Linked DNA regions of Mus musculus: regions 2, 3, 4, 5 and 6 are each linked to region 1. A link is a contact called in public Hi-C and promoter capture Hi-C data. All regions are on one chromosome and are shown on one strand. Each heading gives the region's core, a stretch centred on a gene start, on an enhancer-like site or on the middle of the called end of the contact. The rest is flanking DNA. Distances are from core to core; before and after follow the strand shown. Region 1 holds the start of Zfp112 (zinc finger protein 112). Region 2 holds the start of Ctu1 (cytosolic thiouridylase subunit 1). Region 3 holds the start of Zfp719 (zinc finger protein 719). Region 4 holds the start of Zik1 (zinc finger protein interacting with K protein 1). Region 5 holds the start of Epn1 (epsin 1). Region 6 holds the start of Zfp110 (zinc finger protein 110).

What was found. Promoter capture Hi-C pulls out the DNA fragments that hold promoters and counts their contacts. A called contact is a pair of places that touch in the nucleus more often than the background predicts.
Region 2: a contact with region 1 is called in a Hi-C map of rod photoreceptor, with 6 times the contacts expected there. The contact joins the promoter of Ctu1 here to the promoter of Zfp112 in region 1. A contact is called at or near these places in 2 of 484 Hi-C or Micro-C datasets (muscle stem cells and rod photoreceptor).
Region 3: a promoter capture Hi-C map of liver shows a contact between it and region 1. The contact joins the promoter of Zfp719 here to the promoter of Zfp112 in region 1. A contact is called at or near these places in 4 of 39 promoter capture datasets (cranial neural crest, frontonasal cranial neural crest, liver and 1 more).
Region 4: a promoter capture Hi-C map of second pharyngeal arch cranial neural crest shows a contact between it and region 1. The contact joins the promoter of Zik1 here to the promoter of Zfp112 in region 1. A contact is called at or near these places in 4 of 39 promoter capture datasets (cranial neural crest, frontonasal cranial neural crest, maxillary cranial neural crest and 1 more).
Region 5: a contact with region 1 is called in a promoter capture Hi-C map of liver, with 4 times the contacts expected there. The contact joins the promoter of Epn1 here to the promoter of Zfp112 in region 1. A contact is called at or near these places in 3 of 39 promoter capture datasets (cranial neural crest, liver and maxillary cranial neural crest).
Region 6: a promoter capture Hi-C map of liver shows a contact between it and region 1, with 2.2 times the contacts expected there. The contact joins the promoter of Zfp110 here to the promoter of Zfp112 in region 1. A contact is called at or near these places in 3 of 39 promoter capture datasets (cranial neural crest, liver and maxillary cranial neural crest).

The regions. Positions count from the first base shown.
Region 1 is chr7:24,109,631-24,113,942 of GRCm38.p6, reverse strand. Zfp112 (zinc finger protein 112) reads right to left here and starts at 1,623. Exons shown (of 5, transcript NM_021307.2): 1 at 1,507-1,623.
Region 2 is chr7:43,670,631-43,675,102 of GRCm38.p6, reverse strand. Ctu1 (cytosolic thiouridylase subunit 1) reads right to left here and starts at 3,072. Exons shown (of 3, transcript NM_145582.1): 1 at 3,028-3,072. It also overlaps a transcript of Siglece not described here.
Region 3 is chr7:43,577,024-43,581,698 of GRCm38.p6, reverse strand. Zfp719 (zinc finger protein 719) reads right to left here and starts at 2,113. Exons shown (of 4, transcript NM_172482.1): 1 at 1,933-2,113.
Region 4 is chr7:10,493,375-10,497,658 of GRCm38.p6, reverse strand. It overlaps Zik1 (zinc finger protein interacting with K protein 1), which reads left to right and starts at 2,278. Exons shown (of 4, transcript NM_009577.3): 1 at 2,278-2,517; 2 at 3,131-3,169. The coding sequence starts at 3,137.
Region 5 is chr7:5,078,772-5,083,190 of GRCm38.p6, reverse strand. Epn1 (epsin 1) reads right to left here and starts at 2,956. Exons shown (of 12, transcript NM_010147.4): 1 at 2,714-2,956; 2 at 1,070-1,173. U2af2 (U2 small nuclear ribonucleoprotein auxiliary factor (U2AF) 2) reads right to left here. Exons shown (of 12, transcript NM_133671.3): 12 at 3,246-4,009. The coding sequence ends at 3,875.
Region 6 is chr7:12,832,157-12,836,189 of GRCm38.p6, reverse strand. Zfp110 (zinc finger protein 110) reads right to left here and starts at 1,429. Exons shown (of 8, transcript NM_022981.5): 1 at 1,026-1,429; 2 at 663-743. The coding sequence starts at 707.

The sequences.
Region 1 (4,312 bases), core at 374-2,873:
CTAGTGCAAATACGATTGTAAAAAATGATTCTGTAGTGTTATCTGCAAATATGATTGTAGAAGTAACTGTAGCGTATACGATTAAGAAAATAAGTAGACTATAAAGAAATATAATTACCTAGGAACACAGGATATAATGATAATAATTTTATATTTTTTGGTACAATCAGTAAATTTTTAACCTATGTTCTAAAAAACAAATTTTATTTTTTTCCTTAAATAGAAGTGATAAAAATAATGATGACTCCACATCCAATAAAGCTCTTTTAAGAGTTATATTTATTAATTTGGATAGAACCCGTACAGCATTTAGTTTTAAATGTTTATATTTCATACTTATTCTTTATGTCCAAGCATTTCTCTATCCCGTCCAGAATTAATTAAAAAATATTAGGGTAACTTCATAAGTGGATCTGCTAATGAGTAAAGAGAGCCTCACTCCTCAGAACAGACAGATTGACAGAAGGATGCTAAGGTCTACCCCTGTGTATTAGTTACTTTTTGTTGCTGTGATCAAACACCATGAATAAGGTGTGGAAGAAAGCGTTTATTTTGGCTTTCAGTTCCATAATAGTAGGGACAGCATGGCAGGTGGCAGACTTGTCAACAGGAGCAAGAAGCTGAGAGCTCCCTTCTGAAACTCAAGCATAGCGAGCAAACACCTTGGAGGCTGACCCCGCCCCATGACGTATTTCTCCAGCAAGGCCACACCAGCCAAACCTCCAGAAACAGCACCCCGCCCTCTAAACTGTGGACCTGGCATCCAAAGGTTGGACCCTACGGGGTCATTTCTCATTCAAACGACTGCACCACTACCACGTTCTCTGATGCCTCTTTCCCCTGCAGCACTTTTTATATAAAGGATTAAGAAGACAACTTGCTCGGAGAAACCGGACTTCAGCTAACACCTCTCCCGGCCCCCGTAAGGCACAGTGGACACTGCACACAAAGCTGGGAACGATTGTCTCAACAAAAACAAAACAAGTCATTAAGGACTTTGATAATGGGGACAGGCTGGGTCCAGAGACCCTACAGCAGGAGCTCTGAGACCATCCGTGGGTCACTAAAGCGTCCAGCTTCTCTGAAATTGGAAAGCACCGATAGTAAATGTCCCATTTCCTACCGCGCGTCAGCAGTTTTGAGCCTTGCAGGAAACTCTAGATCACTCTTGGATAGGTACCAAGGCGTGGTGGAAAGCATGGAGGCAGAGATGGAGAGTCTGAACTCCACTGCTGGGAGATGGCATCGTGACCAGAGCTAGGGAGGCGGCTGGGGGTGCCCATCGCCCAGGAGACCCTCCATCCAGGTGACTGACAGCCCCGGGCCAGGCCTGAGTCAGTGTGTGCAATCGCAGCACACTCGGGCATGCTCTTCCAAAGTAAGTTCACGTTCTACCTTTCCGAGGCAGACTTCCTTACCCAGGATACAAGCCTGGTGGCTATCACCCAGGGCAACCTGAAAAGGATCGCTCACACTCGGGAGGGGTCAGTAAAGGGGAGGGCTCACCTTTCTGAAAGGAACGGAACAAGGCCTCACACACCTGGGGCGGAAGTGACTCTTCCCGCATAGGCAGCCAGGACTACACTTCCCAGAATTCCCGAAGGTTGCGGGGAGAACAGTCTCCTGCAGTCTCCTGCAGAGGATCTTGCACACTGAGGATTCCCAAACTACATTTCCCAACCGGAAGGATGGCCTCTCAGCCCCCCCCCCCCACCTGCAGCGGAAGTTATCTTATCATCCCGGGGATGGGAGGGTCATGAACTACATTTCCCAGAATTTTCAGAGTCCTTGCCTTCCCCGAGCGGAAGTGCCATGGAGTAAGGAAACCGGACTTCAGACTTTTGAAAGTCCTTGGCATACCCTAAGCCAAAAATCTTCGAACCACGATGCTTTCCCTGCTTTCTGTGGAAGATTGGGATAAACAGCGCTTTCCCCAGAGCACGTCAGGGACTGCTTGGGTCTACAGTTCACGGGATCTGCAGGGCCTGCCTTAACCCCAGCGGACCTCCCTTCCAGATCATTTGCATAGTCCTGAGTTTAGGGATTCCCCTTATTATTATTATTATTATTTTTTATATTTTTTATTAGGCATTTTCCTCATTTACATTTCCAATGCTATCCCAAAAGTCCCCCTCCCCCCACTCCCCTACTCACCCACTCCCCCTTTTTGGCCCTGGAGTTCCCCTGTACTGGGGCATATAAAGTTTGCATGTCCAATGGGCCTCTCTTTCCAGTGATGGCCGACTAGGCCATCTTTTGATACATATGCAGCTAGAGTCAAGAGCTCCGGGGTACTGGGTAGTTCATAATGTTGTTCCACCTATAGGGTTGCAGATCCCTTTAGCTCCTTGGCTACTTTCTCTAGCTCCTCCATTGGGAGCCCTGTGATCCATCCAATAGCTGATTGTGAGCATCCACTTCTGTGTTTGCTAGGCCCCGGCATAGTCTCACAAGAGACAGCTATATTAGGGTCCTTTCAGCAAAATCTTGCTAGTTTATGCAATGGTGTCAGGGTTTGGAGGCTGATTATGGGATGGGATTCCCCTTATTTAATTCTGCTGATTATCACTATTCACCTTCAGCTCTCCAACCTCCACTGTCTTTATAAAAATCTTGGAAAAGAAAAGCTTTTCAAACGTGACACTAGGACAAACTCAACGTAACTAATCCCCACCCAGTTCAAGAAGCAATTCTATAAAAAGCATGGAAGCAGGAATGCAGAAAAAGGTAAATCAAGTACAAAGGAACTGAATTAATAATTTTAAATATTTAATGTATGTGTGCGTGTGTGCACATGTGTGCTTGGGCACATGTATATGCACCATTGCGTGTAGTGCCCAAGAAAACTAGAAGAGGACGTCTGTTTCCCACCTCCCTCCCCCATAACTTGACTTTACAAACCCGTTAGCCAACTGACGTGGGTGCCGGGTCCTCTACAAAAGTGGTGCGTGCTTTTAACAGCAGAGTGAGCCCATCAACAACCTAAGTTTGGATTTTCAAAAAGGATTTATGTGTATGAATTTGCATGTATGTGGAAGACAGAGGGCAGCTTGCAAAAGTCAGTTCTTTCTCTCCCACCATGTGGGTCATGGGGATCAAAATCAGATGGTCAGGACTGAAAGCAAACATCCTTAGCTGCTGAGCCATCTCACCAGTTCAAAATAAAGCTATTTAGCAAATGATAGAAATTACTCAACCATTTGCTTAATCAGTAATCTATTTTATAGTATAACTCTTGGGACCCATCAACTATTACCTAGTAACTGTGGCAAGACATATGGGTTATTTATACATTTAACAAGGCTAAATAGCCAAAACCAGATGCACATGGGCATATACCCACAGTCACTTAGATCCTCCAAAGTCTTTAAACTTTCATCAATTCCACTGCCAAACAACCATTTTCAGCATTTACTAAACAATTTCCTTTGCTCAACCAAACCTTGACGTATTCAGAGGTCTAACTTGTAGCCATTTCCACTTCATATTAATTTATACCAGCATGGTTCCTTCAAGATTTCAAGTGACCACTGAAATTCATACACTTAAGCAGATGTTGGGGGGCACACACACTTTTTTTTTTTTTTTTTCTCGAGACAGGGTTTCTCTGTATAGCCTTGGCTGTCCTGGAACTCACTCTGTAGATCAGGCTGGCCTCGAACTCAGAAATCTGCCTGCTTCTGCTTCCCAAGTGCTGGGATTAAAGGTGTGTGCCACCACCACCCGGCGGGGTACACACTTTTAAGCCCAGCACTTGGAAGGCTGAGTCAGGCAGACCTCTGTGAGTTCAAATCCAACCTGATCTACATGGTGAGTTCCAAACCACCCATGGCTACAGGGAGATTCTGAATCAAAGAATGACCAAAACCCAGACAAACCAACCCAACATAAGTTCTTCTTTCTAACGCTGGTTTTGTATCTATAAATTAGTGGGGTGGGCAGCAAAGTCTATTTTATCCCAGACTTTCAAGCCTTCAACAAAGTCAAAGTGTGGAGAACCTTTGCTGTTTTCTTATCTGAATTCAGAATGATCCTGCTTCTGGACACAGCCCAGTTCAGAATGTCCCTCACTGCCAGGTATACTAAATTCTGTCAGAGGGCTCTTTAAGGCAGTGGTTCTCAACTTTTCTAATACAACCCCTCATGTTCTTTTTCTGGTGACCTCCCAACTGTTGAGGTTTGGTCTGTTGCTATGAATTGTAATACTAAATTCTGTACCTGAAGGTCTGGTTGCTTATGAGTGAGTCCTCACGTTTACCAGCTTTTGTTGTGCAAGCCTTGTTCCCTAATTTAAAACTATTGGTTAAATAGA
Region 2 (4,472 bases), core at 1,823-4,322, about 20 Mb before region 1:
TGTGGAGGAGAGAGAAGGGAGTCATCTGGGGAGTCTACACTGCAGGGTTGACGGGAGAGAAGAGGGGAGGGGACCACACAAGATACCCAAAAGGGAAGCTGGTTATCCAGGATATCTGCATTTCAGAGCTGAGGGGAGAAAGAAGTGGATCACACGGATAGTCTGTGTTGTGGGGAGGCTGTGGAGATGGCGTCCTACTGAGTGGCCCTGACACAGGGGAGCCCACGGGAAGGGCAGCTTCTTCCTATACCAAGAAAATAAAAACCCGACGACAGGGTTTCAGGGAGACAGAGGGGGAAGCCATGCAAAGGATAGACAGAATGGAATTGTGTCTGTTTTAGGAAATGGAGCACAGTTTTGCAGTCACTCTTGCTACAGTCTCAATCATAGACAACTTCCAGAGCTGACCAGATCCCGGAAGAGCTTGCTACTCGGAAGCAGAGGGCTCCAGATGTTTGGATTTTAGTAGGGGAGGTAAGATACTGGAACCCCGCATGAGGTCCTGATTGCTTCCCCTGGAAGGCATAGTGGCCTCTTCTAGGCACACAGAAGCTGCGTGCATCTCCTCTACATCACCAGCTGTAATGAATCAGTAAAATCTCTCCAAGCTCAGGCCTCTCCCCCAGACCACCTCATCTCCAGCGTGGACTACCCGGGAGCATCCCGCCTTTCAGAACAGGTCAGGCTGTCCCTGGGATTTACCACAATGACCAGAATGATCTGGCAAATATTTGTTTACTGTCAGGAACTTCCATGAGGTCAGGACCGGTACCACTGAGCACTGCATCTCAACTCCGACCTCCCTGATTCCTTTCACCGAATGGTGTCCTGCAGTGGAGCTCAGGTCTGTCCTTCCAGATGCTCAGACTAGAAGCCCTGAGGTCTAGGACCACTCTGGTCACTCATCCTGTGTGGGGCTCAAAATTCAAAGTCCAGTCTTGACTTGTTCTCCAAAGGTCCCTAGTCCATCCTCAGAACTCATGCTCAGATCCCCTAAAAGGATACAGCCAATCCTTCTGTGGCCTCAGATGCCAGACACTTCCCACCTACTCCATGGCCAGGGCTGCAGTAGAATTCTAGTAACTCGTCAGGAGTGGTAACGCACGCCTTTAATCCCAGCACTTGGGAGGCAGAGGCAGGCGGATTTCTGAGCTCAAGGCCAGCCTGGTCTACAAAGTGAGCTCCAGGACAGCCAGGGCTATACAGAGAAACCCTGCCTCGAAAAACCAAAAAAAAAAAAAAAAAAAGAATTCTAGTAAATCGCTGTATCTAGGGTAAACTTTAGAATGAAATGGTTGTCTTTCAGTGTACCAAGAATAGACATCAAAATGAATTGTTCTCTAGAAGTACTTTGACCTTGAAGACGTCATCGCAGAAGACGTAGATCATTTTCTATTGTCTATGAAGTTGTTTTCTGAAGGAGCTTTAGGGCCTTGGCATGACTTGGTACAAGACAGTCCTGATACATATGCGATGTCTTGCATTATTGAGTACAGCAAACAGTCCACAAGAGGGACCAAAGTTTCAGGGGTGTGATGTTTCCTTTGATGAGGAGTTTTGGTTTGAGAAACTTTTTAACCCCCCCCCCCAAAAAAAACAACTTTTGTGAAGAAAAAAAAAGACTACCTCCACCTAAATCTTCACATATTATTTAACTATGCAACCTAATTCTTATTTTATTTTAAAAGTTTTTCTGCTGCCCAGAAGTACCTGTCCTAAAGGAGACACAACCTAAAGTAAACGCTAAATAAAAAGAAAGAGCCTGACGTTCAGTTCATTGAGGCTGGACCTCCTTGCTGCCTTGGAGCCCGATTACATTCTAAGGTGACCCTCATTGTTTGATTATCCTGCACAACTCAGAACACTGGCACAGCCTGCTTGTCTGGGTCACTGGTCTCTGCCTTGGCCTCCCCTCCTTCACGACAATTTGCATATAACAACCTGCAGATCCAGCCCAGTTACCTTTTTGACAGGTCCGTGAATGATGCTTGGGAGGCCCCGTGGCTCCTTTCCAGAATGCTCTCAAGTATCCCAGGAACACTCCTTTCCTCTGGCCCAAAGAGTTCTTTCTGATCACTGAACCCAGCAAGCAGCCCTCAAGACTCCCCTAACTCTCCTGGCTGAGCACTGCCCCTTGAACTATCCTCCTCAGCCTTTGTTTCTCCCCTTCCTCTCGCCCGGATTAGGTTCACACCAGTCTCTCCTCACTTCTCCTCACGCCCTGCCCAGCAAGCCCTAGAATCATCAGGCTCAGAGGTGCCTCCAGGCTTGACCTCCTAACGACCCACTTAGGATCCTTGCAGGGCACCTTTCAAGTGCTCCCCAAATCTGTCCCTTCTGCCTGGCTTATCTGTCTCCTGAGAGTGCCCACCACCTTCTACCCCCGCATTTATGCAGAATGGCGTGTAAATACACTCTCTGTTCTCAGTCATCTAATCCTGTGAGGGGGTTGCTATTGTAAGGAGTAGCTTACAGACACACGCAGAAACAGAAAAGGGGGATACCACATCAGTAGTAGCCCTGAGATCATGGAGGGAACCTGGTTGATAGATATATCAGTAGTCTTTAGCTGACGGAGCGAACAGGGCTTATGCTAATTAAGTAAGTATCTGGGATGATGGGGGAAAGAATTGTGTACAGACTGGCGGCAAACCCCCGAGGTAATAACAGGCGTGGTGGTGCACGCCTTTAATCCCAACACTCAAGAGGAAGTGGCAGTTGAATTTCTGCAAGTTCCAGGCTAGCCTGATCTACAAAACAAATTTCAGGGGTGCCTCCGGGTGGCCAACTCTCCTAAAGGGCAGAAGAGGCGTCACCAGAACATATTTAACAGGGGCAAGAGAAGGCAGATGATCTGTTACCACCAAATGAACAAAGCGGCCTGGCAAGAGACCAGACTAGGAGATCCTGGCCAGAACGCGAGTTGACAATCATAAAAGCGAGTGCCAAATCTCTAGAAAGACCTTCAGCTCTCCCGTGGCACCATGGCCCCAAGCCCGTAGGAACCGGAGGAAGAGGAACACTAACCTGAGTGGAACGAGCTGAGTACTCTGCCTGCCACGCGGAAGCCTGGAGCGGAAAAATGCCCTGGGACTACAATTCCCATAAGGCCTTGAACTGCTTTGCCTACGACTTCCAGAATGCAACAGCTCCAGACGCGGGCCTGTAACTCTACAGCAGCTTGGACTCCAATTCCCAGAAACACTTGAGAGTACAGCTTTCCTTCTGCCAAATGCCTCCCCACGGGCCGACTCTGTAGGGCGCACACCAGGGCCTGGGAACCGAGCCCAGAATCCTGATGTTGTCCGGCAACGCGAGGTCACCAGAAGGGAAGTTGAAATCAGAAGTGGTTGAAATCAGAATGGCTGCAGTATAATTTCCTAGTTTTGTGGACTATCATATACTTCTGCTACTTGCTTGCTTCTCAGTCTCTGTTACTGTTTCCCCCTCCCTCTTCTCTGTGTCTCTCTCCCTTGCTCTCTCTTTCTTTGATTCTCTCCCCAGGATCTTACCATGTAGCCTAGGCTGTCCTGGAGGAACTAGCCATATAGACCAGGCTGGCCTTGAACTCAGAGACCCACCTGCATCTGCCTCCAGAGTGCTAAGATAAAAGGTGTATGCAATCTTGCCCCTTTCTGTCTTCCTTCCTTCCTTCCTTCCTTCCTTCCTTCCTTCCTTCCTTCCTTCCTTCCTTCCTTTCTCACAAAGGTGGAAGGAGTCCAGATGACACACAGCTATGTAAGCTATTGTAATACACATCAGTAAATTGTCGTCTTGTACTGTTTAAGGTCACCGGGAACCTGGCGTCCCAGCCCGACTTTAGACCCAAGCATTTTGTCTTAAAGCGTTCTCCAAGACCGCTTCCTCAGTCACCAGCCGGCTTCCTGGTCCTGTGAGAAAGTGAAAGAGAACAGCCAAATAAAGTGGAAACGCTACTTCCTTAAGAACAGGAGAGTAAGTTCTTAGAAGAAAAATAGTGTATCCTTGAACACAGATAGGATGGGACCCATTCCCAGAGACCTCTGCTACTTCTCATCCCATAGGACATCTGTGGTGGGAATGGTTAGTTGGGAGTCTGTCTTCCTGGGATCCTCTTCTTCAGCCTCCTGCAGACTGTGTGTGGTTCCCAGCTTCCCCAGTCTGTTTCTACTGGATGTTTGTTTCATGTCTGACCTGGTGCCCCATTATCTTTCTGCAGTTTGCTGTTTATGCACTTGAAATGAAAAGCATTCCTACTGTGGATCATTCTCCAGTTTCAGACAGCTTTCTACCGACGAACCACACTCCAGCCCCTCACTAGGGGATTCTAGGTAGGGACTCGATTATTGAGCCACTTACTACCCAGGAACTTACTGGGAAATTCTAGGCAGGGGTTTTAACACTGTGCCACACCCTAGCCTCTCATTAGGGGATTCTAAGTGGATGCTCTATTACTAAGCTAGGTATATTCCCAGCACCTCATTGGAGAAACT
Region 3 (4,675 bases), core at 864-3,363, about 19 Mb before region 1:
GCCACACTTGAGGTCAGACTGGCCTACAAACTGAGTTTCAGGCTAGCCGGGGGTACATAGAATAGCCTGTCAAAAGATAGGAAGTAAGGAGGGAAGGAGAGAAGGAGGGAGGGAGACAAGAGGAGGGAAGGAAGGAACAGTGGCTGGAGAGATGCTCAGTGGTTAAGAGCAATTGCTGCTCTTGCGCATGCCTCAGGCTCAGCACCTATCTGCACATGTGGCTCACAGCCTCCTGTGTCTGATTCCAGGGGAGCAGATGGCCACTAGACACACACTTGGTGTCCCTTGGTGACCATCGGTCAGACACTCATACACATAAATTTTAAAAGATGAAACACACACACACACACACACACACACACACACACACACACACGGCTGCTTTTACTAAAAAGCATTATGTATGTCTTTAGCACTTCAGCTCTGACTTAAACGCTAACCTACTTCATGCCCAGCCTGGCCTCCATAATGTAGACATCCTCCAGCCTCCGAGTGCAGAGTGCTAAGATTACAGGACAGTCATGTGCCACCACAACCTGCAGCACTACTTTAATACATAAAGCTTGATTTCTAAACTTAACCTCAAATCTGTGCACTAGAGACAGACATGGGGCCACTAGGTCACTTTACCTCTCCGCCTGCTCAACGTTACCACTGTATGGAGTCTCAACCTCTGCTTTTCTTTTTTTCCTTAACATTTCTTTAGGAGGTGGGGAATAATTGGAGAAGGCAGCTCGCCCAACATTAACGGAAAAAAAAATTTTTTTTTAAAGATTTATTCTTACTATTCAAACATTTAAAAATGAAACGTGTGTGGGTGTTTTGTCTGTCTTTGTCTGTGCACCATTAGCTGGGAGGCCAGAAGGGAACACGGATCCCCTGGAATCGTCCCACCAGGCAGTTCCAAGGCACCATGTGGTGTGGGTGCTGGGAACCCAACACTGCTGACCCACATCTCCACTCTCCTGCCTTTCCTCCTCACTGGTCTCTTCAGTAGGCAGACTGGATGAGGCTGGCCCTTGCCTGTTTGGATGCAGGAACCCAGGCTTCTGCCTTACAATCTTTTTACAGCAGCACCTTTCTGCGTAACTGCCAATTACCAATCCTTGCCAAATTCACAGATCCCAGGCACAAGTCAAACCTCCGATCAGACCTCACATCAGCAAAGGACTGCAGTATTTATGTAAACTTTCAATTGTAACTGAAATGACTAGTTTTTTCTTAAATCTTTCTTCTGTCTTCAGTTGCATACGGGGGAAAGGAAATATCCAGAACACCTAAGGGCAGCCCCAAGGCTATGTCCCCGCTTAGATAACTGTGACCACATTAAATATACCTAAACACATCTCCTGGCTTCTAGGCAGTGCCTTCTATTGCTAATACTGCTTAGGCTGACAGAGATGGAGGGCACTGGGTCTCCAGTTTGGACCAAACGTAAATAAATTCATTTCCCCGTTTTCTCTTACTCTTTGGAGTTTATCTCCTCTCGAAGGCCAGTGTTTGACCAGGAGCCAGGGCTCCAGTTACCAGCTACTCAAACAGCCCAGAAAGCGACGCGGTCGCCCTCACAAAGCACCCTACACTGGCCTCAAGCTCCATCGCCTGACTCCTAAGCCAATCACAGACTGAGCGGATCACAAGCCATCTCAAGGTCCTCGCCCTGAAGCTCCCGGATGCTGCAGCGCCCACTCACTGAGTCCTGCCCCGAATGCCCTCACATGGTAATTTTCACGGACGACGGTGGGAAATCCCACAGGACAGCATACTGGGAAGTGACAAAATACAGACGCGGAAAACCCGCAGGAACAGAATGAAAGAGAACCGAACGACCCCCACTTTATCCACCTCATCCCCCCCTGGGGCCGATTCAACCATCACTCAGCACAAACCGGCGCTCAGCAGCACAGCGTCCTCTGCTCCACATCCACTCACCTCACATTACACCTTAGAGAAGCTCTGCACACGGCACGCCAGGACTGCGAGACTTCCGCCCACAGACACCCACAATTCCATGGGTTCGGATTCCAAACACCCACGCTACCCTGGCAACGACAGGAGAGGCGAACTACTTTAAGATCTGAGCGGATGTGATCACTCTAGGCCACTTCCGATTTGAATAAGGGTTCCCTCAGTTCACTACCACGTAGCCCTGGGTGGCGCGCATGCGCACCACCACTGGCGGAAGTCTGTCTTGCCAGTACTTATTATGGCTCATCTGGTGGTTTCTGATTTTTTTTTTTTTTTTTTTAACTTCTTCCTAGAAAGTGCCATGGCTGAACCCACACTCCCGTGACACAGAGGCAAGCATCAAAGCGCAACGGTTCCATACAGCCGACAAGAATGTGATAGGTGAAAGTCCAAGGCTGTCTCACATGCTTAGGGGATTTATTAACGTCTTGTATGTGTATATAATTCTAAGACACTGTAACATTACATCTTCCTAAATGTACCTTTTTTTCCCCTGTATTTTATTAGATTTACTTTATGTATTTTTGCCTGCATGTTGAGTTTATAGCATCCAGGACAGCTGCAAGAGCAACAAGTGCTTTTAATCTGTTTCTCTTTTTCTTCAACTTTCTCTTGATTTTCACCAGAATTGAAAGAAGTTCTTATTTTTGAGATGACCTCACTATATTGGTCTGACTGGCTTGGAACCGGACATGAAGGTCATTCTGGCCTTGGACTCTCAGACATCTCATGGCCTCTGTTTCCCGAGTGCTGGGATTAAAGATGTGTATCACCACACTGGCCTTTTCTAATTTTTCAAAAATTGAAAACTATGTGGGGTTATTAGGAAACAGGAGGTAAGTCATATGGAACACCAACGGTGAGAAACTGAGATAAGCCATCATTTACGTCATACTGAGGCATCTCACGGTTCCCAGAGGATAGAAACCTGTTCTTACTTAGAAGTAAAATGTCTTCTAAATCGCATAATAGAAATAATGTAGAACTAGGTGGGCAGTGGAAATAATGATAAACAGGGACACTAGTCAAATGGGAAAAACACCTAGCACTGTAGTGAATAAATTAGTAGACCTAATGTACATTATAAGAATAAAGTATAAAATTGTGTGAGTTATCTCCATATTAAACACATTCTAGCCCTGGACAGTCTAGAACAGTGGTTCTCAACCTGTGGGTTATGACCCCTTTGACAAACCTCTATCTCCAAAAATATTTACATCATGATTCATAACAGTAGCAAAATTACAGTTATGAAGTAGCAATGAAAAATATTAGAAAGGTTGAGAACCACTGGTCTGGAACTATGTAGACCAGGCTGGCCTTGAAGTTACTCTGATCTTGTCTATACCAGGGAAGTTCTAGGATTACAACAATGTGCAATCATGCCCAGTTCACACATAGTCTAGAGCTTCCCACTGAGAACAGACTACAGGAATAATGATTTAGGAAACAGTTTCATCATCAAAGATACACCTCAGGAGTCCCAAAAGAGTGGACTCAGCCATCCATCACCACAGAGCAAAATTATGATAAGTTAGGCACCAACGTGTTCTTCCGGAATTTCTTTTTGTTTTGTTTTGTTTTGTTTTGTTTTGTTTTGTTTTGTTTTGTTTCGAGACAGGGTATGTAGCCTTGGCTGTCCTGGAACTCACTTTGTAGACCAGGCTGGCCTCGAACTCAGAAATCCCCCTGCCTCTGCCTTCGAAGTGCTGGGATTAAATGCATGCGCCACCATGCCCAGCCCGGAATTTCTTTCAATAGTTTTCCCTCTTTAGTCAATAAACAATGCTCATCTATCTTGTGTCCTGAGCCACTGCTAGTTCACCAGGAAGATGAAGCACTTGACTCATGGAAATGATGAGCTGATAGAGACAATTGTGTGTGTGTGTGTGTGTGTGTGTGTGTGTGTGTGTGTACATACATACACACATACATTCACACGTATATAAATATATATAATCAGAAGTTAGTACCTGTATATGAAAGAGAACTTGTTGTCATTGTCTTCATGAATTACCTCATCTCATATTTTCCAGTTGAATCAAGTTCCTTGTAAATTTCATTTTATGACTCATAAAATCCCACTGCATTTATACTATAGTTTCATTATACATCCATCTATATTGATGGACATCTGGGCGTATTCCATTTCTTTGCTATTGTGAAGAGTAGTGGTAAACATGGATGTGTCAGTATCTCTGTGGTATGAAAGAGATTTTCAGGTATATATCCAGAAGAGGTTAGCTACATGATTGAGTAGTTTCAATTTCAGAAACTACCACTAATGTTGCATAGTGAGGTCTATTGTCTCAAAACCAAAACAAGTCAAACAAACTAAACACAAGAACAAAACCCCAGACTGATTTCATTGTAACAAACTACATTCCCTCAAAGAGTCATCAAAGTCTCCCTTTTCTTCACATCCTCAGATTTGCTGTCCATTGATGACGGCCATTCTGAGCAGGTAAGAAGTTAGCTAAGGAGGTTAAACGCTTTAAAAAAAATTGACTGTATGTCTTCTTCAGAGAGTTCTCTGCTCAGTTCCTTATCCCATGTCTTTATTGGCATGCTTTTCTTGTTTGGTTTTTTTAAGTCTAGGTCTTTTCAAGCAATACACCATGATTCATAGGGAATGGACTACTGAAGCTCAGGCTTGTTTCTGTCAGTTCTCACAAGGTGGATTTCTTTGGGTGGCACAGGCTACTGC
Region 4 (4,284 bases), core at 1,029-3,528, about 14 Mb after region 1:
GAAACCATCTTCCTCTATCAGCTTGTTCATTGTGCTTTGCTCATCTCAGCATGCTTAGGAAGGTCAAAAATCTGAATGATCCCTGGAGGAAATCCTGAGCAGATGCTTAAGCAGAGATGTTTTCTTTTCTGACTAATTGAAACATATATGTCATGTTTTTTAATCAGGAGGAATCAGTACTCAGTCTGCTTGAGCTTTCAAGCAATGCCTTTTCCTTCTTTTTAAAAATTGTTCTCACACTGACATTGTGGTTAAGTTTTCCAGTCTACCATTTACAAGCTGGTGACTACCAACAATTAGTCTATCCGCTAGTAAATGTTTCACTGTTGAGTCTACCTGTAGTCATTGGGATTATCTTTACAATTCTCAGTGGGAGAAGACAAAATTGACCTGTGCATAGATGACTAGCTTTTGTAGGGGAAATCACTTTCTCTTTTAGGTACAGGAGAGCTGAAAATAGGTTTCATTTCTTCCTTCATCTAGTTTGTTTTTCTACCTAAGGCTTAGGCTCTGTGTAGGGCTTTGTCGCCTTCATATCTTCATTTTGTTGAAACCAGAGGTCACTGAAGAGAATTTGTTTTTCTCCACTTCTAATGACAACATAAACTGTTTAGCTCTTACACACATCCAGGTAATGGCTGGCACTGTATAGGGGAAGTTTCCTCCTGCCATAGGAGGAGATATGTATCCTCACGTCTATTGATTTATATGGCGTTCCTCAGCTTGTTAAGAGCCAGGGTGATCCATAATAGGAAATAAAATATGTGTGATTAAACAAGAAGGGCAAGGGCTTTACAGCAAAACAAATGGTTTTTGCCTTTTGGAAAAATTCATAAGTTTAGTGACTCTGCCTTCATTTCTTTCTACAGTCTCCTTAAAATGTGTAATAATGTATGTATAGCTTTGTTGCATAACTGTTAACTGTGAGATTGAAACATTCCATTCTTAAGTAGGCAGTTGAGACAATGCAAAATAGCTTCAGAAAGTGCCCCCCCCCAAAAATGAGATTTTCAAGGCACATTTTTCCTTAATAAACCAAGCTGCAAAGAAGACTGCGTCCAGACCAGTTAGTTTCCTAGAAGTAGTAGAAAGCTCAGCTAGCCACTTGGAAATTTAGACAACTGAGTATCATTGAAAAGACACTCCAACCTGTTCAATTGACTTTCACTGTTGGTATTTGTTGATATTTTAGTTTGACTCATGCTCTGTAACCATGCTAGCCCAGAACTAATAATTCTCTTCCCTCTGGCATCCTTTGTAGGAATTGCATGGTGTACATCAGCATGAGTTACAACTTTAGCTATCTCTGGTCCTGAGATTGATGGATGCCAAATATACAAATACAGACAAACACAAAACTTTTCATATGCTAGGAGTTTAAGATTTGCTTGAACTCTGTTTAACTTTGTCTTTTTTGTAGTTGTGTACAAGAGTTACATTTAGTTTATGGCCAGTTGGTGGCTGCTGCTCTCTACCTCTATAAGCGGCGCCCTCAGGAGAGGGCGAGTTGCAGAACTTGCTGGCCTCACACAGATCCTGATTTCTTTTTTTTCCTGGAGAGGCAATTTCTGCTTTTTATTGATATTCAGGCTAGTCAGCCAACTTTCTAGCTACCGGACAGATCTAGTTGAAGCTTAAGGAGCTGTGTGTGTTCTCTTAGGGCAACACTGAAGAAGAGGCAAATCAAGTGCCATAGGAGTGGTATTAGAATACAAAGGGAGGGGGTATTTAAGCAGACAACAGGGAAATGTAGGAGTCACTATGGATTTAAATTCGACTCCCTGCAAGTGGCTTCCAACAGTGGACTAGGAGGCCAAGTGCCCTGAGCTAGTTCAAGAGGCTAGGCATGGGCTCTCCATCGGATGTCTGCCCAGCATTTGGGTACACATGGAGAAATCCCGCAGTTCCCCCGGAGTTTGAGTTCATCTATACAACCACAGCCTCTTTTGACCTCCAGTCTAGCATCCTTGTATTCTGTTTGCCCCCAAGTTGGAAAACACTGGGGTGGGTGGCCCCAGACTATGGCCGAGGACTTCAGAAAAGAAGACAGATGAAAAGGGTTGTTTGCTAGCGTACATGGCGCTTCCCAGCACACATCCCTTTTGGCCTTTGTTCCAGGTGATGAAGTTGCACAGCTTCCCCACCCACAGACGCATATCTGAAGGAACTACGTTACCCAGAATGCACTATCCACAGAGAGAGGAGCATGAGCCAATGAGAATTTAGGATAGTACCATCTTCGGGTTTGGCTGGAGGAATGGGGCGGGATTTCCGGCTGCGCTCTGTGGCGCTCATTTTAGCGGTTTTTGGGTCCCTCCTTCCAGATCGTGTGCAAGACCCCTTTGTCCAGAGGTGTACGGATCGAAGAATCTCAAAGGAGCGGTTCTAAGGGCGTAATATTCATCGCAGCCCCGGCACTGACAGTGGCAGTATTGTCCAGGTCCCTCGTCCCCGTTTCCCCGTTGTCTGCGCTCGCTTACTTGGATGGCTGTGCCCACGCTCATGCACCAGGCTTAGGTAAGTGGTGCGACATTTGTGGCTCCCTTGTCCTCGCCACTTATCTTGCAGAGTCGGAATTAGGGAGTCCCCTTAAGTCGCTACTCCCCAGATCCCTGTATTAGTAGGAGTACGTGATTCGGCTTTTCTATTTGCAAAGCTACAATGAGGAGGCGGAGTGGTACAGCCAGGGCCATAGTGTGTGTAATTTCTTGGAGCGACGCTGAAGTGTGGACTATTTAGGCCCGTAATAATGAGATGAAGTGTTGTACCATTTTCCCCATGACAGGAATTCGTGTTATGGAAAAACTACACAGACTTGAGTGTGGGTTTTAGGGTTTCCAAAAAGCTGCTGCTCGTGATGAGAGTATGTATGTATATATGTATGTATATTCTCATCTCAGCTAGTTCTTGGACCACCCTAGGGTTTTCCAACCTGGGAGTTGTGTGGAGATATATTATAGGCCAGTTGAGTCATTGTTCAAGGGTCCATAAGTAAGCACAAGCACTGAGGATTTAGGATCAGATGTAACGAGGGCATCCCTATGTCACTTTGCTCCGGGTTGGGAGAGGGTATAGGAAAACCTAAAGCTTTGGGTCCCTGCCATCATTCATAACATCTCTCATCTCACAGGTGTCCATGACTGCAGAAATGGATATGGCCCTCATGCAGGTGAGGAGAATATGTCCTAGGCTGTCACTGAGATATTTGTCTTGAGTCAAAGGGGCCTTAACAAATTGAAGATTGGAGTAGTTCCTTTTGGTAACAAACAATAGAATGTGATCTGTAAGGTTGACGCAGGCATTGATTGGCATGTGTAAATGTTTGGAGATGAGGCTCATGTGGTTCATAGAACCCCAAGTGTTTTCTTCTGAGGGAAGTGAAAGCAGCAGGGCAGGATTCAGATCTGGAATGAATCTCAGCGTTCTGCTTTAGAGTGATGAGAGTAATTCAACATTTAGGGAAAGGAAAGGGAAGAGGAGGGAGGTGATCTAATCTTAGTCACATAAGCCTCCATGTTTCTGTGGCATGGAGAACCCAGTTATTGTGAGGAAGTCAATAAGACCATGGGGGAAGCTGCCATAATAGTTTGGGAAAGTGTTAGCAGTGATTACACCAGGGTGAAGATGGAGGAAGTGGCAGGAGTCTAGATTAGTTTTGAAATTGGAGCTGCTTAGAGTCTCAGATTTTAAAGAAGGGAAGATACTATTTATACAGGCTGTAGGACAGTGGTTCTCAACCTTCCTAATGCTGCCATCCTTTAGTTCCTCATGTTGGGGTGACCCTCAATCATAAAATTATTTTCATTGCTACCTCATAACTATACTTTTGCTACCTTTATGAACTGGAACATAAATACCTGTGTTTTCCTTTGGTCCTAGGCATCCCCGTGAAAGGGTCTTTAACCCCAAATGAGTCACAGCCCACAGGTTGAGAACCACTGCTTTAGGACTTTAAAATCTAGAAGGATGGATACTCCATCAAATGTAATATAAAGTTGGTAATCAGGTTCGTTTCCATTTAGAATATTTTTTAATTGTTTTTGGCTACTTCTAAGGTCTTTCACAATCAATGAAGGAAGATATCATGTGGTAGGTGGCTTTATAGGCCTTGAATTTGAGAGGAAGTTTAAGATAGATATATCTAAAAAAAGTGCTGGTCAGTGTTTAGCAAAAAAAATGTAAGTGTGCATTGATTGTAAGTAGGGGTAGTTCTGTTTCTCGTAACAGTAATATATTAGCTACTCAGGAACGGTGGAACAATGATTGAGTTTTGGACATCTGGGT
Region 5 (4,419 bases), core at 1,707-4,206, about 19 Mb after region 1:
TGCTTACACGAACTCAAATGTCATTGTCACTGTTCCCAGAGGGGTTGCTGTGAGTGGATTCTTGTGATTTTTAAAGCTGTTTGTCTGATTCGGAAACTATGGTTGACCTAAGACCCACAGTGATAGAAAGGATATTTGTTTGGTTTTCTCTACAAAGAAGCTGGCTGGGAAAAACCATTCAATCAACAGTGCAGGAAGGAAATTGAGAAAGAAAGAAAGAAAGAAAGAAAGAAAGAAAGAAAGAAAGAAAGAAAGAAAGAAAGAAAGAAAGAAAGGAAGGAAGGAAGGAAGGAAGGAAGGAAGGAAGGAAGGAAGGAAGGAAGGAAGAAAGAAAGAAAGAAAGAAAGAGAGAAGCAAACAACCCTGGGACAGGAGTCATGGCAAAAGAGGCCAATGATGGGATTTAAAAAAATGGTAGGGAGACAGAGGAGATAGCCTGAGGCAGTGGGAGACTGGGGAGTGGGGGTGCCCAGGGGACTAGGTGTCCAGAGGGTAGGGAGGGAAGCTCAAGGGAGCAGAGAGATAAGAAATGTAGGAGTCCCCACTAATGGATACCAACTGTGCCACGAGGCACATATCATCTAACAATGAATGTAGACAATGGCCTCATGGAAGTTTAATAACTTGGTCAAGGTCATATCATAAATGCAAAAGCAGACTCAACAATCAAACCCATATTACCTGTATAAACTCATTTTTTTGTGGGTTGGGGGGAGGGGGTGACACAACATCTCTCTACATGGCCTTGACTGTCCTGGAACTTGAAGAGCTAAATCCATGTGTCCCTCCCCTCCCAAGTACGGAGTTAAAGGTGTGTGCCATTAAACTCATGCTTTTAAATTAACCTAAATAAACTAACCTGTGCTGTGACCAGCTGTCAGAAAGCATCAAGGGCAGAAATCAAGCAAATGAGGGGAATATTAACAAGCACTTCCACAACCTTTACATCCTTCTAGGCACCCATTAAGTCCTTTGCGCTATCAACTCAATCCTTACAAATCCATGACTCACAGCCACTTTACACAGGAGGGAACAAGGGCACATTAGCACCTTGCCCAGGGACACACACCTCACAACTGGAGCAGCCTGGGTCCAGAGTAGACTCCGATCACCAGTCTGTGCCTCTCCAACAAGCCATGGAGGGAGATTTACTGAGCCCTACCATGATCCAACCTGAAGGAAGACATAGGAGAATAGGAAAGGCTGCTCTTTACCTTGAATTCAGGCCAGAAAATGGAGCACCTGCAAACAGGCATAACTAGGCAAAGAAAAAAAAAAAAAAAAAGCAGCTGGGTCCCAAGTCAGGCCTGGACAGACACCAGAAGACAAACATATGACAAACATAAGGAGACTGGGGGAGGGGAGAGAAAGGGAGGGAGAAAGGGAGAGAAAGAGGGAGGGGGGGAGAGAGAGAAGAGAAGAGAAGAGAAGAGAAGAGAAGAGAAGAGAAGAGAAGAGAAGAGACACACCAAAACTCGGGCAAAAAGAAAGCAATACAGCGAGGCAGGAGGACAGGGAGGACAGAAAGACAGGGACCCTGAAACAAAACACACACATGACACCCAGGGCTGGGGGGGGGTGGGAAGAGATATAACTTAAAAGAACACAAAATTTGCACTCAAATCCCGGCCACATAAGCAACCAGCAAAACAACCCTGTGACTCAGTTCACCTAACTGTGTAACAAAGGGAGGGGTGCTGCCCGGCAAGCTTGCTGATTAAATAAGACGGGTACATAAAGAACTTGGTTCTGTGCCCCACAGATAGTAGGCGCTCGGTACTCCTGGCTGCTATTATTATCAGAAAAAACATTTCCAAAAGGGTGGCATCTAAAGACGCACTATCCTAACACCAACTACCTACTTCAAGCATGTTCAAAAAAAACATACTAAATCTCACAAATGCTGCTGAAAATGGGGCCATTTTCCACAGTTAATTTAGAATTTCTTATTAAACAGTACAAACAATATAGTGAGTCCCCAAGGGGGACTCAAAAACCTGGTATCAAATACTAAGCGAGACAAAATCTCTAGTAACTAGAGCTACTAATAATCACATGCTTAACTCCAGGCCAGACACTGTAAGGCACTTTACCAGGACCACTCCAATGCGCAGAGACCCTGTGGTGCAGGAATTATGAATGCTTCCGTTTAGAAGACTAGGAAAACTGAAGACCAAGGCAAGCAGCGGGGGCTTTGGAATCCACAGCCAGAGCTCTTGTCAGAACACCAGAGACTCAGAAACCTGGGAAGCACATCCTAAGCAAAAGCAGTGGGTTCCTAGAAAGGAATTTTGGGCCTGGGGACGACAGCAATGACCCGGAGAGAAATAATGCACCAAGAGGGAGACCAGTCTGGGGAAATGAAGACACAGAAACCCAGAAAATACAAGCATTGCATGCATCCTGACAGGAACACGGAGCAATCCAAGACACAAACAGCACTCGGATCTCCAAGCCCTTTTGTACAAACACAGAAACACAGAAGCAGAGCAACACAGACAGCAGGGCCACGCGAGACGGGGACACTGACAATCCCAAAAAAAGACACACACCGGCAGGCAAACCCGACCCGGGCACAGCGGTACAAAAGCAGCCACAAGCCATCAGCGGCTGGAACACCGGCTCCGAGGCTGGCTGGACCCGCGCGCGCCACGGCCCAGGCCGGAACACCGGACTTGCCGCGACGGAGGCCAGCATTGCGCCCCTCGCTCACCTCGGCCCGCTTATACCGGGCTTCCAGGGGTCATGACGGTCAGCCCCCTGCCCCCGCTCGGCCTCGGTGTCGCGGGGCGCGCGCCGAGCTGCGGGAAGCAGAAGTGCGCACGTGCGCACGCACAGACGCACGGAGGGCCGCACAGCGACGGCCCCGCCGCCCCGGCGCCCGGGAGGGGCGCAGAGAGCCGGGCGGGGGAGGGGAGCCGCCGAGCGGACGGGAAGCAACCGAAGGTGGCAGCGGACCGGAAGCGGAAATGAACTCACGTGCCCCGCCCTCTGCACTTCGCCCGGCAGCCTCCACTTCCGCGACCAAACCCACCCCGGCACCATTTCCGGCGCACGGGACTGCGCGTCCTTATGCCCTTGCGTCACTTCCGCATCTACGCAGCAGTGGAGACGCGTAAAGGTCCAAGCCTTGAAGCCTCCACTGTGGCTACCCTCGCGGGACCCTCAGGCCTGCCTCCTTCCCTGGGTGCCACCCTCCACACCCTCGGCCGAAAGAGACGGGCGGACACACTGGACACAGATGAGGATCCATAAAGTAAAATACAACAAAATGTTTAATGAGCAAATTCGTATTAGCAAATATGAAACTGCCACAGAGAGGGGGAGCGGGACAGAGACCACGGGTTGAGTCAGGAAGACTAAGGAGAAGAACCAACTACTTAAGAAACCAGGGTGGAGAACAGGAAGGACCAGAAGCCAAAGGACGGGAGCTGTGGTCCTGCAAAGGGAGAGGGCAGGGCACTGAGGGCCAGACAACAAAATTCAAAATAGTTTGGCCATAAAATATAAACACGCTATGTTCCTACCATGGGGGAAGAGAGGAGGAAAGGGGTGTAAGGGATAAGAGGCTGTTTGGGAAGGGGCTGTGGAGGTCCTACCCGCCCTGCTGTGCACACAGTCCCCATCCCAGCCCGTTCCCTCTGTGTCTGTGTGGGTGCATGTGTCTGTGTGGGCCTGTGTGCACTTGCCCAGTCCCCTTCCTGCCCTAGCCCCCCACCCCCCACCCCCCTTAATTGCTGCCATTCCAGTTGCTGCCGGCTGTCATTCGGCTGTCACTCCTCTGCCCATCTTCTTCAAGAGGGGGGAAAGGAGGAGGGGACAGGTGGGGGGAAAGTCCCCAGCCAGCCCTGCCCCCACCCTCCCCCAGCCACCTCTACCAGAAGTCCCGACGGTGGTAAGAATCAGGGTCACAGTATTTTGTGACCACCACTCTGTTGGCGAACTTGCGACCGGTTAGACCCTGCATGGCTTTCTGGCAGTCAAACACAGAGGTGAACTCCACGAAGATCTGTAGGAACAAGAGGCATATCTGTGAACAAGGTTGGCTCCTAGCATCTACTCAGCATTCATTTAAAGTACAGAATCAGCACAGGAAATGAGAGAACACCTCACCACACTGCACAGAGGACTTCAGTTCAGTATGAGGGTGTTTACCCAAACGTTCTCCAGTACCCAAGAACAAGGCACAGAAGCGAGACATCACAGAAATGAAGAAAACCAGGCAGGCCTGAGTCACTTAAGTACACGGGGCAGTGGCCAGAGGCAAGACCCCAGAGGAGAGAAGGGGTCACTTCTGCATCATGCACCCTACAGTGTTCCCCAAGCCACAACTGTCATGTTCTCCCCACAGACAAGGTAAGGAAAGCTCAGAAATTAGGACTCAAGCCCAACCTGAATTAAAACAGGTTCATCTATCCA
Region 6 (4,033 bases), core at 180-2,679, about 11 Mb after region 1:
ATGTTCCTTTGTCTGAATCCTTGAGCAAATCGGTCTGACACTAATCAGGGGACACGTGAGACTGTGGTCTATGAAAACCTGTTCATTTCTCACTAATCAGGGGATAGGACTGTTGGTTCCCATCTATACCTCTTTTCTTGTTTTTGAATTGTCACTTCCTTAAAGTAGTTGCTGAAAACTAAACATGAGCTTCTTATCTTCTTACACTTGTCAGTTTCTTTCACCAGACCCTCAGCTTAAAAAAAAAAAAAAAAAAAAAAAAAAAAAAAAGAAAAAATAAAGGTTGAAAAGGATTGGTGAGATGGCTCAGTGGGTAAAGGTGCCTGCTACCAAGCCTGAGTTTGATTGATCTTCAGGATTCATATGTTGGAAGAAGGGTAGCGATCCGGAAAGGTACTCTCTGTCCTCTACAAGCAGGCAGTGGCACACACGTGCATGCCCCCCCCCCCCCAAATGTAATAGTATTGTTTTTTAATTAAAAAGCCTCAATCTGGCTTGCCAGTTCCTGGTTCAGAAATCGGTTTGTTTGTTTCTTCTATTGTAACCACCCTCTTGGGCAGTCCTCCAACTCCTCCCGAAACTCAATGATATTTGAGAACAAACGTCTCACCACTAGCCGACCCCTGAGCCGACTCAAAAGTTGAAAAGAAGCCTTTACTCACATGGGGCCAGGTTGTTGGAAGCGTGGAAGCCATACTGTCCTCCATGTTCTCTCCCAGGAGTAGGCAGAATGCTGACGAAACCTAAAGTGGAAGAGGGGGGCACTAAGGAATGTGCCCAGCGGCTCCCCCACCTCTGCCCATATCCCACCCCTCAGCAGGACATGACCAGTCCACCCCAAAATTGCAAAGTGCCCAGTGAATCCTCTTCCCGACTCCCATAAGCCTACAAGACAGGTTCCCCTCTAACCGAGAGGGGACAGCTGATGTCATCTAATCCAAAAGGCGGTTGGTTTTCTTAAACTGTGGTCCTTATTTAGAACGCGATGTCTTCCTTAGGATTTGTTCGGACCCACGACTACACACCTTCTCCCGGGTCCGTAGAAGTGGCGCCACAAACGAAGCCGACACTGGGTTCCAGAGGTTGCAAATAAAACAGAAGATGGGTGCTGCCCCCGACGGGCTTTCACGCAGCGCTACGATTGCGGAAAGACACAATGGCGCTCGCCCGTCGGTCTTGTCCCGAACTGCGCCAGCTCACGAGTCCGGACTACAACTCCCAGACGCCCCCGCGGACGTCGAGCGGCAGCAGTTAGGCGGCGTTTGTCCTGTTGGCGGGCGAAGCCGAAGTCCGAAAAGTGTGTTATTGACTGCTAAAGAACTAGGATGCAGCTTTTGAAGAAGGATACTAAGACGCTGAGCACCAGTACCTCTGTGGACAGAGACCGAGGCTAGGAGAGAATCGAACCCACTAACAGGAGCAAAAGAACTTGGACAAAACGGAAGCTAGGCATGGGCAAGGGGGTGGGCCGGAAGTGCTGGTGTTAGGTCGGCTGAGCGAGGCACGCCGCGTAGCAGAGCAAGGAAGGCGGGACGAGGGGACAGATGGAACCTACGGCTCTACTAGTGTAGAGGGGGAGGGAATCCGGATTGGGGCTGTCTGTGGGTCGGAGGCAAGAGAAGACAAAGTCATTTAACGGAGTTTACTGTGGGGAAGGAGAAAAGGATGCAATCTTACTGAAGTTTCACCGGTACCCTTAAAGGGAGAGGAAGAAAGGAGTAACTGTAGAAACAGAAAGCCATTAGGCATCGGAATTAAAAGTACTCAAATTTCCATGAGAGGACAGGCGTTTGCGTCCAGATTAGTAGAGTGGGCAGGGTTGTGTGGTCTGGGCAGGGTGGTGTGGGCTTATAACGTTTAGGTGGGAAGTATGGAGACCTGGTGGACTTAAAATATGGTAGGCTACACTAAATGTCCTCTCTAGTTTTCCCCAGCAGAGGAAGGGATGTAGTGAGAATCCTGGAATTTTGGTTTCTTGGAAGAACAAACAAATATTATAAAATAATATTTTGTTTGATTCCAGGTATAGGGATGTGGGGCTGCTTCAGACTGCCTGTAGCAGCTGACCGTGATTTGTTTTGTGCTCTAGCAGAATCGTGGTTCTGTCTGTAGCAGATAGTTTTTTGTGATTGTGTTATATTTGGAATTCTGAGAACTTTTCAGAGAGTATATTAATGTTAGGGCCCGATAGGCTAGGGGCTGGGCTGGACCAGTTGGTTGTATAGGGAGGAGGTTGGTTGTGGTTTCGTAGTAGCTGAGGTCAAAGGAGAAGCAAAAGAAAAGAAATCAGATTCAGGGATTTCCTAATTCCTCTCTCCCCTCTATTCCTGTTTCTTTCCAGTCTAGTGTTAAGGGGTAAAAAGGGGGCATGGATAAAGATGGGAGGAAGAGGAGAACCCACAAAGTTGCAAAGACCAGCTACAAAGGGACATGGAGGATCAGAGATGTATGAGGAAAACTAAAATTACACTCAGTCCCAGGGATGCTAACTGTAAATATCCATACATGTGGAGAGCTCTTGGGACTGCTTCTAGGAATTGGGCAGGAATTTGACATTAGGCTAGGACACGGAAGTAGGCTCAGGCAAGAATTTGACTTGGGGCTAAGATCAAGATCTTGATCGTTTTGTAAGTCCCTGAATACCACAGGACTTTGTTTATTGCCTTGTTTGTACCTTGACTTAGAACTGACCTTATTCTTTGCATGTACTTAGAATAGACTAGAAAAAACAGACTAGAGAAAAATAAACCCACTTCAGGCTCAGCAGGGGCTTGAGTCCTGTTATAATGTTGTCTAATTGTCTTTTTCTTTTCAATCTTCACTCCCTCCCTTGAGACCCTGCTGACTGACTGAGCTTGTTGGTTACACACAGGGGCTGATTTGTATGGTACACATTGAGAGGCTGTGGGTTCTGGTAATGCCAGTTATTAGCTAACCTGTGACTAGGTTTGTTCCTAATGGCAGATTAGATCAGGGGGAACTTGAAGTCTGCCTCTGACCATAATTGGGTATGTTTGTAACTCTCTAGACAGCTCAGAACAACAAAGAATTCTGCTGTGTTCCTTATACTGTTTAGTATCCTATTCCTAAGGTCTCTTTATATCCTGTTCTGATTGATGTAGTCTTTGTATTACTTGGGGTCCAGACATTCTGATGTTCTCATAATGCCTAGAGCCTATTGACCTATCCTTCTCAACCCAAGGTTTGTGTATTCCTTTACGCTTTCTAAGTAGGGTCTTGGCAACACTGTGTCTAACTGTGGTCATGCTTCTTATTCTTATGGTTAAAATAGACTACATATTCTTAATTTTTAAACATTTTTATTTATTTTATGTATGTGAGTACACTCTGTAGCTGTCTTCAGACACACCAGAAGAGGGCATTGGATCTCATTACAGGTGGTTGTGAGCTACCATGTGGTTGCTGGGAACTGAACTCAGGACTTCAGGAAGAAGAGTCAGTGCTCTTAACTGCTGAGTCATCTCTCTAGCCCTGTTCTTAATTTTTACTGCAATTAATGTTTATATTTAGTATTTGCTCAGATTATTATCCTATTTTTAGTTTGACAGTATTTCCTTGGATTTTTTTTCATTCATTCATTCATTCCATTTCATCCTGGTTCACATATATCCCAAACTGTTTTTGAATTTTGTAGCTGAGGTTAACCTTGAATTTCTAATCCTCTTGCTTCCACCTTCCTAGTGCAAGGAATACAGATGTGGGCCACACTGCTCATCTTTCTGTGGTGTGGGTGTTAGAACTCAGAGCTTTGTGGCAAACACTGATGACTGAGTTAACTCTTTAGTCCTCAGAATCTCTTAACTTTCAAAAGGACCATATTGATTGAATAAGTAATTGGTCCCTTTTTTAATATTTCACATTAAATAATCCTGGCTGTTTGGCAGATTATTATTGTGTGACAGAATTGTGGAAAATAGCCATTGACTGACAGTTTTATTTTAGATGTCAGTGTGTGTTTGTTTAAGTGGCTTATCCAATTGTTCAATAGAGAGCTTTATTATTTTAAGGAGGC